Regions from separate parts of the Oryzias latipes genome. Here region 1 is linked to region 2. The links are chromatin contacts, called in public Hi-C maps. All regions are on one chromosome and are shown on one strand. The core of a region is the stretch at or near the end of the contact, and the rest is flanking DNA. Distances in the headings are between cores, read along the strand shown.

Evidence for each region. Hi-C and Micro-C count contacts between places; a contact is called where the count stands out from the background.
Region 1: a contact with region 2 is called in a Hi-C map of fibroblasts, with 2.7 times the contacts expected there. The contact joins two enhancer-like sites. A contact is called at or near these places in 2 of 5 Hi-C or Micro-C datasets (embryo and fibroblasts).

Annotation. Positions count from the first base shown.
Region 1 is chr15:7,131,218-7,137,330 of ASM223467v1, forward strand. No RefSeq gene overlaps it. Among protein-coding and RNA genes, the nearest start is that of LOC110016486, 69 kb to the right of the region's middle. Within about 2 kb of position 2,019, at least 1 of the 8 cell types and tissues checked has an H3K27ac peak or open chromatin away from gene starts, as enhancers often do.
Region 2 is chr15:7,092,433-7,099,028 of ASM223467v1, forward strand. No RefSeq gene overlaps it. Among protein-coding and RNA genes, the nearest start is that of LOC110016486, 110 kb to the right of the region's middle. Within about 2 kb of position 2,944, at least 4 of the 8 cell types and tissues checked have an H3K27ac peak or open chromatin away from gene starts, as enhancers often do.

The DNA.
Region 1 (6,113 bases), core at 769-3,268, 38 kb after region 2:
AGTGGTCACAGCTGGTAATGTAGGAACAGAGCAGAGAGGGGAGGGGGAGGAGAGACTGCCAGAGGCACCATGACACCGCTTTTCACTCTTTGTGGGTGCCGACCATCTCATGATGCCAACCTTGAGCCAGCCTCATTAGATTTTCTGCGTTTCCCCCCAGGAAAACAAACAACATCTGAACATTGGCAAAGATGGATGTGCATATTGTGGATATATAATGAAAGCGTTGGGTCGATCATTGCTAGCTCCACAGAGAAAGTGTGTGTGTTTGCGTTAGCCTGGGGGCTAACGCAAACACACACACACTCACTGGCTTGGGGTATTTTTTTTGTGAGGAAAGAACATAATCATACACTTAAAAGCTCAAAAATGTGGATTTTGCATAATATAGACCATTTAAGTAAAACAGATGACTACATAAAACTCTGAGCTGGTTTCTCTGCAATTAGAAAGTTCCGTATAGGATCATTAGGCAGTTTAGACACACCTGGAATGGTCCTTGTCTACATCTCCAACTTTTTTGGGGGGGGTTCGAGGTATAACTGCATTATTACAGGTGGACTCAGTTTTTATGCAGGTTTAGTGGTAACTTTAATGCTTACTCTGCAATACTAACAAAAGTGGTTTGGTTAGACCGACTCAAACACTACAATCTTTAATGCTGATTCTATTCCAGCACTAATACGTTCGATGCACAGGAGGTGTTTACAAACTGGTCAAAATTTAATGGGTTGTTCTTTAAACATTAGACCGTTTCTCTTTACAAATTGCTGGAGATTGCTGGCTTCAGTTTTGGGATCAATCCACCAAAACAGATACACGTATCTTGAAATCAGTCCCCGTTTAAGCAGCTGAAGATCACTTTTATGCATTTATTTATGGCTATATTTTCCTAGTCTTTGCATAATAGAAGCATTAAGAATTTTAATAAACTGTGAACTGGAGCTTCACCACCTCAAAATCCTGAGCTTTATCTTGACATCATTTCTCTTTACGATAAAAGAGACAACAGGAATCTTTGAGCAAAACAAAGCGGTATTGAAATACAACAGTTAAAACTTATGTGCGCTTATGTTACACAAACAGGAATGGGTGTTTTGAAAAATCTTACTGTCCCCCATAACTGTGCAAGGGTCTGCAGGGTACCAGAATGGCCGTCCTCCTGTTCCCATGGACTTTAAGTACAGGCTGCAGCAGAAAATGACCAGTCTGATTCGGCTTCGACCGCCCTGCATGGCGACAAGCACCCCAGAGACCCGTGATTGGCGGGCTGGTGACAGATGAGTGTGATGATTGGTGAGGGCCATAATTCAGGCTGTAATTTGCAAAGTGGAAATGTAGGTGACTAAGGAGTTAGTGAGCGTGGGTGTGTGAGTGTATATGTGTGTGTGAAAGAGGAAAAAACATTCATGCTTAAGGGGTTTGGCATGCTCAATTTGAAAGATCTTAGATACAGACGTTTTATCCTTTTGTGCTCTAAAACATGAGCATAAGTTATGCCATCGCTCCTTCTTTTCCATCTTTTCAGCTCACTGTGGTCAGGGAGTGGACTACTCCTCCATCACAATCTGCTGACAACATGTTTGGTTGCATGATTACTGTCCACGAATGTTTCCAGGGTAACAAGGTCAAAGGTAAGTCACTATGTGAAAGATTCAAGAGAGAAAGATTCACCAAAGTGTGGTTACCCTGAAATGGGTTGGTTTAAGGTTTGTGTCACTGACATGCAGATATGCTTGTGTTTGTGTGTCTTTGAGTGGCAGAGGTTAAAAGGCGCAGAAGGGCCTCTCACTGAGAGGAAGCAGTGGTTAGAGAAGAGGAAGAGTGCCCACATTGGCCACATGGATACTGCTGTCTAGCTGTTAAGTTGATAGACAGGTTGCTGAAAACACACAAACACACACACACACACACTTGGGCACCTTCTCCACCTGTTTCTCAATTAGGAACTACAGACTTCAAACGATTGGTGGAAGAAAGGAGGGGACACCCGTTTGCTCACAGGGGGCAAAAGGGGGCCAGTTGCACTTTGATCTTCACAGCATCGCTGTTGTTGTCCATCATCTCTATTTTCACCTTTGCCCCTTCTGCTTTAACAGTCTTTAGAGTCAGGTGTAGCAACAAAAACAGCCTGCAGCAATTTCCACTGAGAAACAGCCCTCTTTGTTCAATGCCTTTAGACCCAATCCAATGAAAACTTTGTTTTTGGTATTGTAAAATGTTCTTGTAGCATTTTGTCACGATGGAGGACATCAATAAAGAAAATTAAGCTGACGCATTTTTGAGCTGTTCTTTTATCAACTTGTTATGAATAAATTCCTAGAGCACTGTCACTGTCAGCTTTGATCTGGATTTAAAAAACACACACACATTTCCACAGACCTGCTATGTTGGGGAAGCAACAATCTAGCAAACTATGAACCCCTTGGTACTGTAAGCATCAGTTCATTTGTATATGAACTCTGGTGCAGTTCACTATAGTGCGAATGCTCCTTTTGCCCAGTGAGTCTAAGCAAACTAAACCCAACAAAGGTGTAAAGTTTACCATCATTTCCCCAGCCATTAGAACTGTAGGGAATGATGGAAACCTGAAACCTGGTTAAAGTTTACTGAGAGAAATCGGTTTTCTGTAGAGCACAGTTGCATGACAATGGCTGCTGCTGCTCAGCAATCATCTTTGCAAAGAGAGAGGCCGCTGAAATGAAAGAGTGATGATGTCCCTCTGACACTAGAGGGACACCAGAGGAGATGTAGAAATCTGGTGACTGCTGTATAGGTAATCCTATAAGCTTTTTCCCCCCCTTTTTTCCCCAATGACTGTGCTTCTCAAAATGCCACATATACATAAAATACATTAGCTTTGTGTTTGTACGACCACTGGTTTGTATTAAGCTACTTTAAACTCCCTGTTTTAGATCATCGCTATTTTGGCCAAATGTGACATCACTGAGCTTCTACCTTTGAAATTTGGCAAACATGAAGACACGTGAGATCCAACATTTCCAAACATGCTTGTCAGTTGTTGGGGAAAAAAATCTAGTAAAGCAGTTCCACTTAGATAAAAATGGAAAATAGAAAAATTAAAGGATGAAGTGCATCACCAATACCGTTGTCTTCTATTTGAAATCAAGGTGTTGAAGTTTAAAAGGGTTTATGTTTTAAGGTTGTTCCATTTTACTCTAAAGTAAATTAAGGATAACTTGCATGTGTGACAAACCACAAGTCTGCTGAAGTGATCTGGCTCCAGATTTTCCTTCATTGATTTTCAAAAAATACATGCCCTTAAAGACCCACTCTGATGAATTTTTGTTGTTACCATTTTGAATGTGCTCTTATGGCATTTTTCTGGAGGATACCATAGATTAAAAACAATAAGCTCAAAATTGTATTTCTGATTATTTCTTTAATAGCAGTAAGTGAGTAAGGAGCACCAACAACTTTCTAATGAATTCTTGCCACTCTGCAGAAACTATGTCCTAAAAAATGACACTGTTTTCTTTAAAATTTATTTTGGCTTAAAAACATTGGTACAACTATAAATGAAAAAAACACTTTTATAATAGATCAAAAGATGATCAAGGTGGGACCTTTACTATCACGGGATGTGCTGCCCAAACATCTCTCAGGTTACTTGGAAATACCAGGGTAGAGTCCTTTAATGGGAGTTAATCAGCATATTATGTGCCATCACGGTGAGCTGCATCGTGCATTGTGAAGGTATGAAATGCTTCCCTGTTGGACCAGTACACTAAGGACCTAGTTTGGTTGTGATGACACATAACCTTAGGGATATTTATTTACAAATGACATGTAAATCAACATCATGCTTTAACTCTGGAGCAGACAGCATGCTGCCTAAATGGGAGGTAGACCTTGCACAGTCAACACTGATATCTATTCCTATGGCACAGAAAACAAACAGAGTTTTGTCAAGCAAACGGATCGAAATTTTGAATGTTTATTCATGTTGAATCAGTTTTCACAGGAGGTTGTGCTTAGTGAATAATGAGGTCCTGTTTCAGTTTCAGGAGGTGCACCTGTTCCTTCCCTGACGACATGAGGTGACATCACCTTTCTGCTGAAGTACTTATAGGTATTTGTTTCATTCATGTGGGTTGATGTTGAAGTCCAATATTTAAGGGTTTAGGTTGCTGTGGATAAGTTCCACCACGCTAAAGTTATGTCCTACCAAATAACACACGTCTCTTCTCTAAAACACTGCATATTATTTTTATGGCTTTTCTGCACAAAATAAAGTCTTCACAACATGTCCCTAACCAAACATACATGCACGTGTCTGAAGAGTAAATAAAGATATGCATGCACAGAGTCACATACACATTCATGTTAAGGTAATTCAGTAACATTAGCGTGCCTATGCATAATCAGATTTATGAGTTGTGTGGTTCAAACAGAGTTGAAATGTTTTCAAGTTGGAGCTCAGAAAGCCTGACAAAGACCGCAGCACAGAGGGGGAAGGAGTGGGGGGGGGGGCAGAGTAGCACAGGCATGGAAGGTAAATCAAAAACACAAAAACAGTCGGGCTGTCTATGCGGGTTTGTGGTTTTAACAGTCAAAGTCAATGTGTGTTGCAGAAGATAAAGAGAGTTGAGAGGGTGTAGAAAAAAAACTGATAGGGTGTGAGAAAGCAGGACAACGAAAAGAGAAAGAGAAACACGGCCCAGTTTGAAGGGGACAGCAGGACGAACAGTGCAGCCATTGTCCGTGTGGCCTGGTTAACATTTTAATGAAGCGGCCACGACCAGAGTCATGCCACAGACGCCACACTGACTCACACAGTGATTAACACTGGAAATACACAAAGACAATACTGCCGATAAATAGAAACTCTCTGACATGAACACATCAACATACTGTGGACCTATGCCAATAAAACACACACTGGCTTGCTTTCTTTCACACCAAACCCGGTCACATTCAGCGGTTCATGTGCTTGCATGTTTAGGGGAAATTCCTTTTTGTCACATCATGGGAGGTTCTTTTGTGGCTCTGGCCTTTTTCTTATTCTAATTCTAGTAAAATATCCTGACTAAAATAGCTAATTTGCCACAACTGTGGAAGGAAGAGGTTGATGAGCCAACTCCAAAAACAATACAAAAGATGCAACTTACTTCAAATTTGGGAAATACCATGCATGCATAAATGTCCTGTCAGCCAACCTTGACAAGTAAAAACTATAACATGGTGGGATTATATACCGTAAATGTGCTTCCTCCCACTACTCTTCATGCAATTTATGAAACTCTTTTTAACAAACTTTACATTTAATGGATTCAATGTGTCATGTACTCTATGTAATAAGTACAAATGTCCCAAGTATGTCATGAATAAATATGCAAAGTCTGATTTATACTTTTTTTCCTTTTTTGTCTGTACATCTTTAGTATTTTTTTGTTTCGAGTGTATAAAATAAACCAAATCCAATTTTTTGGAATAAAATATAAACTTTATAAAACAATTATCCTTAAGTGATACACTTTAGTTAAACCATTCTAAGATCCGCTTTCCGTAACATTTGAATCAAAAACGAAAATAACTGAAAATTGTTTGCAAAAAGTTGAGGCCCCTTTACATCCACTTTAATTTTGGCAGGCCAGAACAATTGTGGCTAACATAAATATTTCAGACCCGAAACATGTGGGTGTCTGTTTCCCTTTTCTATGAAGCGCCATCCTCTGTGATGAATAGGCAGTTTGGAAATTGTTCTTTAAAAGAGTCTTTATGTTGTGGTAAAGCAACCATGAAGACCAACATGAGAGTTGAACTGGAACCCACTGCCCATACCTATCAACGTAAAGGAAGTTCTAATGTTGACACACATAAGGACCCTTCTTTTGTATGAGCACAAAAGGAACCCTTACACCCCCCTCCTCCCAGAGTTGTACACAAATAGTGTAGATCTGGAAGACATATGTTAAAGGACTACATAGGGGTTGTTTTCATGCCAAATCAAAATGCTTTTAAAGGCAGACTGAAGAAACAGGTTTTGAAATGTGCAGACAAAAGTTCTGAGTGTTTTCTGTTTCCACTGTGTCGAATGGTCCTCCTCTCCGACCATCACAGTCCTTCCTTTGGCTGCTTATCTTCTCCTT
Region 2 (6,596 bases), core at 1,694-4,193:
GAGAATCTGTGAGGAACAAAGGTGAGGAGAATCGGGGACCAATAAGGAGACCATCACAGTTGGGGAAGATGAGAAAGAGAATAGAGGGAGAAAGTCTGAAAAAAAGCACTGTTGGGCACCAGTCACAGAGGCATAAATCCAGCCGCTCACAATTGGATTCAAATGCAAATCCAGCACTGGAGAGGCCAGCATCAATTTAGCCAAGCCCAGTGTGTGTTTGTGTGCGAACCCCAGCTGACAAAAACACCTCATTCCCAATATTCAATCTGCATTTGAGTGTGCACAGACACGCATCTTTGCTGTAGATCACGTTGAAGGCAAGAAGATCTGGGTTTGCATAACTTTTTTGGCTTATTCTGAATCAACAAAAAAAAAGACATTTAAAAAGTGTTTTTCTGAATTGTACCAAACACAAAATGTATCCATTTTTGCAAACATTACATTGACTAAAAAGATCAAAAGACAAGTAGAAGCTTCTAAAATCAAAGTATTTAAACTAACTTTTTCTGTGTTTCATATTTTATTTAGTTTAAACCATATGATAAAAATGTGTCTGAGTCTTTTTTTTTGGTCAACTTTATACATCCAGTTTGGGTTTTTCTGGGAAAAAGTTTTGCACTAGTGAAGCATCTATTTGTGCACAGGAAAGGATGCAGGGGCTAGGTTTTTCAATGGCACACCCTATGAGTACATCTTTCTCTACTCCCACCTCACAGCCCCTCCAGCAAGCGAGTCAGAAATGAACCTGAACTGATTGAGAGCCAAAAGCAGTTGCCAGGGTAGGATCAGTGGGGCGGAAGCAGTTGCCGGGCAGTGGTTGGTTACTAAGGGAGGAGTAGGAGGACAAGCTGGGCTGGCCTGTGAGTTGCCAAGAGGTAGTCTATTTGTTGCTCCGGAGTTCTGAAGGTTAGTGTTAAAACCATTAGGATGTCTTACCATATGAAAGGCTAGATGGGTGTGGCAAGGCTGAAGATGAGTCCTGGGAGGATAGTCTCACTGTCAAACAGCAGGAGCCTTACAAAAGAACCTTTCACAGGGTGCCCCCATGGTAACACACACACATTCGCACAACCTCCACTCTGCGCTTCCATCCAAAATTGGGGCCATTCAGAGCCAGACGCCGTGGCCACATAGCGGGGGAATTCCCTCTTTAAGTGTAGGAATGACAGGGCAAACAGAAAAAGCCCAAAAATGGCAGTCACTCTCTGGTGGCCTCCAGCAGCTTTGTGCTTTTCAATAAGATTGCGTCCAGAGTCCAACCCCCCAGGGAGAAGCTCGTTACTGGGGGCCGCAGCTCTCTGGCACTCTTCAAACTGTCCAGGACCAGAAATCTTAATTTCCCTGTGAGTTACGAGCAGTGCTTCTATTTACGATGCAGGATTTTAAAAAGCACATGGCAGCCTAAAAATAGCCCCTGCTAATCCAACCCAAACAGTCAGGGTGTAAATAAGTGTGCATTCCTCAGAGTGTGTGTTTATGTGCACACATGGCCGCAGGTACGGACCGCAGAGGGGAGAAGCTGGGCTCTGTTTCCTGTCCTTAACTGGCTAATAGTGGAGATTTAGTGGCCTTTTATTATGATTGCAGCAATTAACTGTAAGGCAGCCCTGGACCAGGCTCTTTACTGCCAGTTCATCTCCTTTGAGCTTCACTTTAAACCCTGACAGTTGAGAAATGCTGTAGATATGTGAAACTAACAGAGTTCCAACTGAAAAAGGCCAAAACAATTGATTACAGTGATACTTTAATGTTTTGTTTTTTTGACTCGTCAAAGACAGGTTAGACAGGTTATGTTTTTTTCAGTATTTTTCACGCTATAAGGCACCCCCAAGAGCCTTAAATGTTCTCAAAGATTAGCAGTGTGCCTGGTAAACTGGTGTGACTCGCTGAGTTCTAAAATCTGTAAATGTTGCGCAACTTTGTGATAAACCAATTATAAAAATAGGCAAAAATAGTCTGATAAACCAATTATAGAACATTACCTAATAAGTATAGTTCGAACTCCTACCTCCCCCACTCCACCAGTAGGTATATTACAAGTATGCTGAAAAACAATGTTTGTTTGTTTAAGGACCCCTAAAAAGGGTACCAGTGAAGAGATAGGTTTATGAGGCAGAATTCAAACTACAGGCTATCAGTTACACAGTTGTAAATGGGAAAAGAGCAGCTGCAAAAGAATTAAGCTTCAATGAATTTATGGTTTGGAAGTTGAGGAAGCAAATAAATGGCCTGCACTAAATTAAGAAGAGGAAATCGAGTTTCACAGCTTGAAGACCAACTTGAACAAGGGATTGTTGAGCAAAAAACAGTCGGCGTGGGAGCGATGGATGACAGACGGCAGACACACCTTTACTGAGACTAGGAAGCAGCGCCGGGCGAGTTAGGCCACCATATGTGAATGGACTGAGCTAAGGTGTCTGCTTTAACTGAGGTTTCACGAAAGCTGAACAGCCACCTGGCAACAAGACTGACCCTGACAATGATGGGAGGGAACACGGGATGTTTGATGGCAAAATTGCAGCACTGCTCAATTCAGACATGGAAAATGACGAAAACTCTGCTTCTGTTACCTTTTTCTTTGTGGAACGTATGTTTTAGCATGCGCCTTATAACCCAGTGCAGAAAATATGAAATCAAAACAAAATTAAAAAGTTCTTTTTATGCCATTGGATGTTTAGAGCTTTAGATTCCTCCTTATAGTGTTTTTCTTTTTCCCAGGAGGCTCTTATCCTTCAAACTAAATTGAAAAAGCTGAAGCTCGAGATCCAGAGGGAAGAAAAACAACATTTGCAGACTCTCTTAACTTTTATTGCTAAACCAGCGGGTTTGATCCAGCCTGCCTTCTTATTTCCTGCTAGTGAGTCAGCAGATACTATATGAGTGACTCAGTGCAATGGCTGGCGTGTGGGGGCGTCTGTGCGTGTGACGAGTATGTGTGGGTGCTTGAGGTTGAGAGTGTGACTAAGGGGGCAGCATTTCTGAGTGTGAGAGCATAAGGAGCAGGATTGAGAGGGGTGTGTTTGGGACCGTCACACACGATTGGTCCACTGTTAAAGGGCCGGAGATCGAGCAAATGTTGACCGCAGTTTAATAAGGTTATGCCTGAAGACAAGTTACATCTTTTCAGCTTTTGGTTCATCTTTGGGAATCTGTGGGGAATGTCAGTCAACCTTTGAGGGGGCAGAAAAAATACAGCTGGAAAAAGACATTTCTTGCTGTATTTTACTGGAGTTCAAAAGAATAAATCATAAATGCACCAAACTTATCTTTGACCTTATAGATGCTCAACCCACTCCCAATCTGCAGTGTTGGGGGTAATAAATTACAAAGTAACAAATGCCTGATATTTAATTACTCTCGTCAGTAACGGAGTAACGTAACAAATTACAGTTCAAATTTAGGTAATCAACTTACAATTACTGGACTGCAGAAATCCTCACTGCTTCATTACTCACATTTTGGGACAGTGAAACCATCGGTGACTAATCAAACAAATTAATTTGTGTAAACAATTGGCTCTGTCTCTTGGGTAAATGAAACAAAACAGATACTAATAAAGAACAAACAGAGTTACTGATGCATGCATGCATGCACACGCATGCCAATGCAGAGTTAAAGTAAGATGCAGAGAGCGGAAATATGGATGTGGACGAATACGTAGGGGCATTCGGCAACTGGAGATGTTCAAATTATTTTAAATTCGTTGAACAACAGGGCAGAAATATTTCAGTTTAGTGTGAGTTTTGTCCTGCAGATGAACTGCTTTCCACTGCCCTAGTGTCAATGAGCAACCTGTCTACACACTATGTACGATACAATATACATTTTCTCTTGCTCATTTATTAAAATTAATGAGGTGGTGCTAAAAGAAACTGATTGCCCTTATGGAGCCTCTATGTTTTTGTATTGTAGATTTGTGTTTGCTTTTTTCCTTTGAGCATTTATACATGAGGAGAAAAAGTAAAATAACGAGTAGGAAATTACGTTTTAAATTGGAGAAATAGCAAAGTAATTTAATTATAATTTAATGCAGTAACCAAAGTAAAGTAATCATTTACTCTTTAAAAGTAATTTGCCAAACATTGGCAATCTGAACAGTAAACAGAGAAATTCTCTGAAAACACAAGCAAAAGATTTTAATTTTTTACTTTTTATCAAAGATTTAACACATTTATTTCTGTTGTTTTACAAATGAGTGCAGTTAAGTTCTTCCGCACACTAACGACAAACAACAGGTTCATTTAAGGGACTAAAGCTTTATGTTGGGTTATGTTAAGAAAAAAAAAAACATAAATTGAGTTAAAATGAAACCACTACAAACCAAAACATTCTGATAAGTAACCCAAAAATAAATCCCACCATGAATAACCCAAGAACTGAGTTGAAGTAATAACACAAGTGTTTCAAGAGTGCTGATAATAGTTAGACCGTGTGCTGGTGATAGTTGTGCATCAAACAAGTGCCAGAAATTAATTGTGGAGGAAATGGAATTTCTGCTTGAAAATACCAACTCGTAGATCAAAGCAGGTGAAGGTTGAGCAGGTATCAGAGGAAGCCTCTTTCCAGTCTGAAGTTTAGTTTCATGGGTATGGAAACAATATTTGACAGGAACCTGTTAGGCACCATCCTGCGTTTTCTTCAGTGTATGTTTAACAGTGTGAGTTCCAATCCGAGAGAAGTCAGGATAAGCTTCAAAAACATAACAGAAAAAAGGTTGAATATTTCTTTTGTGTCTGTGTCAACACCACCCTGTGGAGATTTTTGTGACCAAAGCTACAAACAGCTGTGAAGAAAAGCATTAAATGGGAAATGTGTTCCTTTAAAAAAGGAATGTAATTTTTTGTCATATTTCTCCTTTAATGAGCCAACAGTCTTTGTTTCTAACTCTTCACACATTTTTTGCCCCTGTTTCACAGGTGCTGTGCTAAACTCCCGCCTACACTCTCATTGTGGCATCACATATCAGATTCTGAATAGCTCCCTCTGGAGCTAGAAAGTGTATCAGATACCCCTGTCCAGTAGCCGCCACAGCACATGCCAGCAGGCACGAGGTCAGAAGGCTGTAGCGAGGAGCAAAACATCTTTTGACCCAAAAGTTGCCAGTTCTGAAGGCAAATACAGAAGGATTTTGATTCCTGAATGGAAATTCAACACAAGTGACAGAAAAAGGTTAACTCCCTTTTTTTTTTGGGCACCACATGGACCACAAAAAAAGTCTGTTCCCTAACAACTAGGCCTAATTGTATTTTACTTTAAACGAATGAATAAAAAGATATGAACAATGAGGTTAAACTGAATTTAAAAATTTGAAGAGTTGTCAACCAGTTGCACAAATTTCCTTCAGTCACACGTGCCTAGATCCCTTGTTTTTCACTCAATTCTTCATTTACTGCATTGTTCTTATCCAACTCTCAAATATGCACATTTCTGAGTTGCATTGTACCCTAAAATCTCCTCTGTCCCAGACTAAATGTACCCAAAAACAAGTACACTAGCTTTCCCTTGAAAAAAAAATCTGTTTAAATAAACACGATTTCCTCATTTTTTTCTTATACACCGAAGAAAGTGAGAAAAACAGAAAGTTGTTTTGATGCGTTTCCAATCTCTCTTTTTTAGCACAAGTGCATAGAAGAAAACACTTATTTCATGCTGGTTTTTAAATAGTCAAGGCATATGGGGCTCACTGAGTCATGGAACAAACTGGATTTTGGCTGGGTGCTTAAAGTTTGAGTGGTTCTGTTCAGGGGGGAAAATCCAGCATCTAAGTGCTGGCGTGAAAACGCAGCAGACTGGTGAAGCTGCCAGTTTCTTAGAAGTGCCAGGCTGGTGGGGCCTGTACACTTCAGTGACCTGCAAAGACACACACACACACACAACAGCAGCAGCACAGCAGCAGCCAGAACGATTAGTCATGGGGTCCCCCCCCCCACACCACCACCACACGCGTTTATCAATTAACACTGAGAACGTGGGAAAGGAAGGCAGGAAAAATCCAGAGGGATTAAAAGACAGACTGACGGCAGCACATGTTCTGACTTTTCCACTTCTCTGTCCTTTTCCGGCGTCTCCTTCCTCTTCTTCTGTCTCCTCATCTGTCCGTCAGTGCAAATCCATGTCAACAGTTGTGCCTGTTGTTGTTTCACGGTGCTCACTAGTCTTTTCATTCGTTTGTTTTGTCCACATTTGTGCCTTGACCAGAATAAGGTCACTGCAGGATGCTGCTGGGTGTGATAGTCTGCTCCACGTCATTGCTGCACATGTAAACATCTGCGTGCAGTTTACTTCTCTGTAACAGGCTGTTACTGCTGAATTACAAACAGAGCAGTTTCAGGTCCTGGTGAGTCACGCTGTGGTTTGAAAGATGATTCAAGAAGAAACGATGCACTAAAATGGGGATAAAAACGTGTTGATCTCAGCATCTGAAGAGAAATAATGAGAGCATTTTAGGTCTTTAAACCCAGTTATCGTGTTACATGCTTTAATACCTAAAGAGCCGTTGGTCACACAGACAGATGAGGGATGTTAAAGAGAAGAAATGTCTCTTTATACCAACAGAAATCTGGGATGGCAGAGCTGACTGCTTATCGATACCAGTT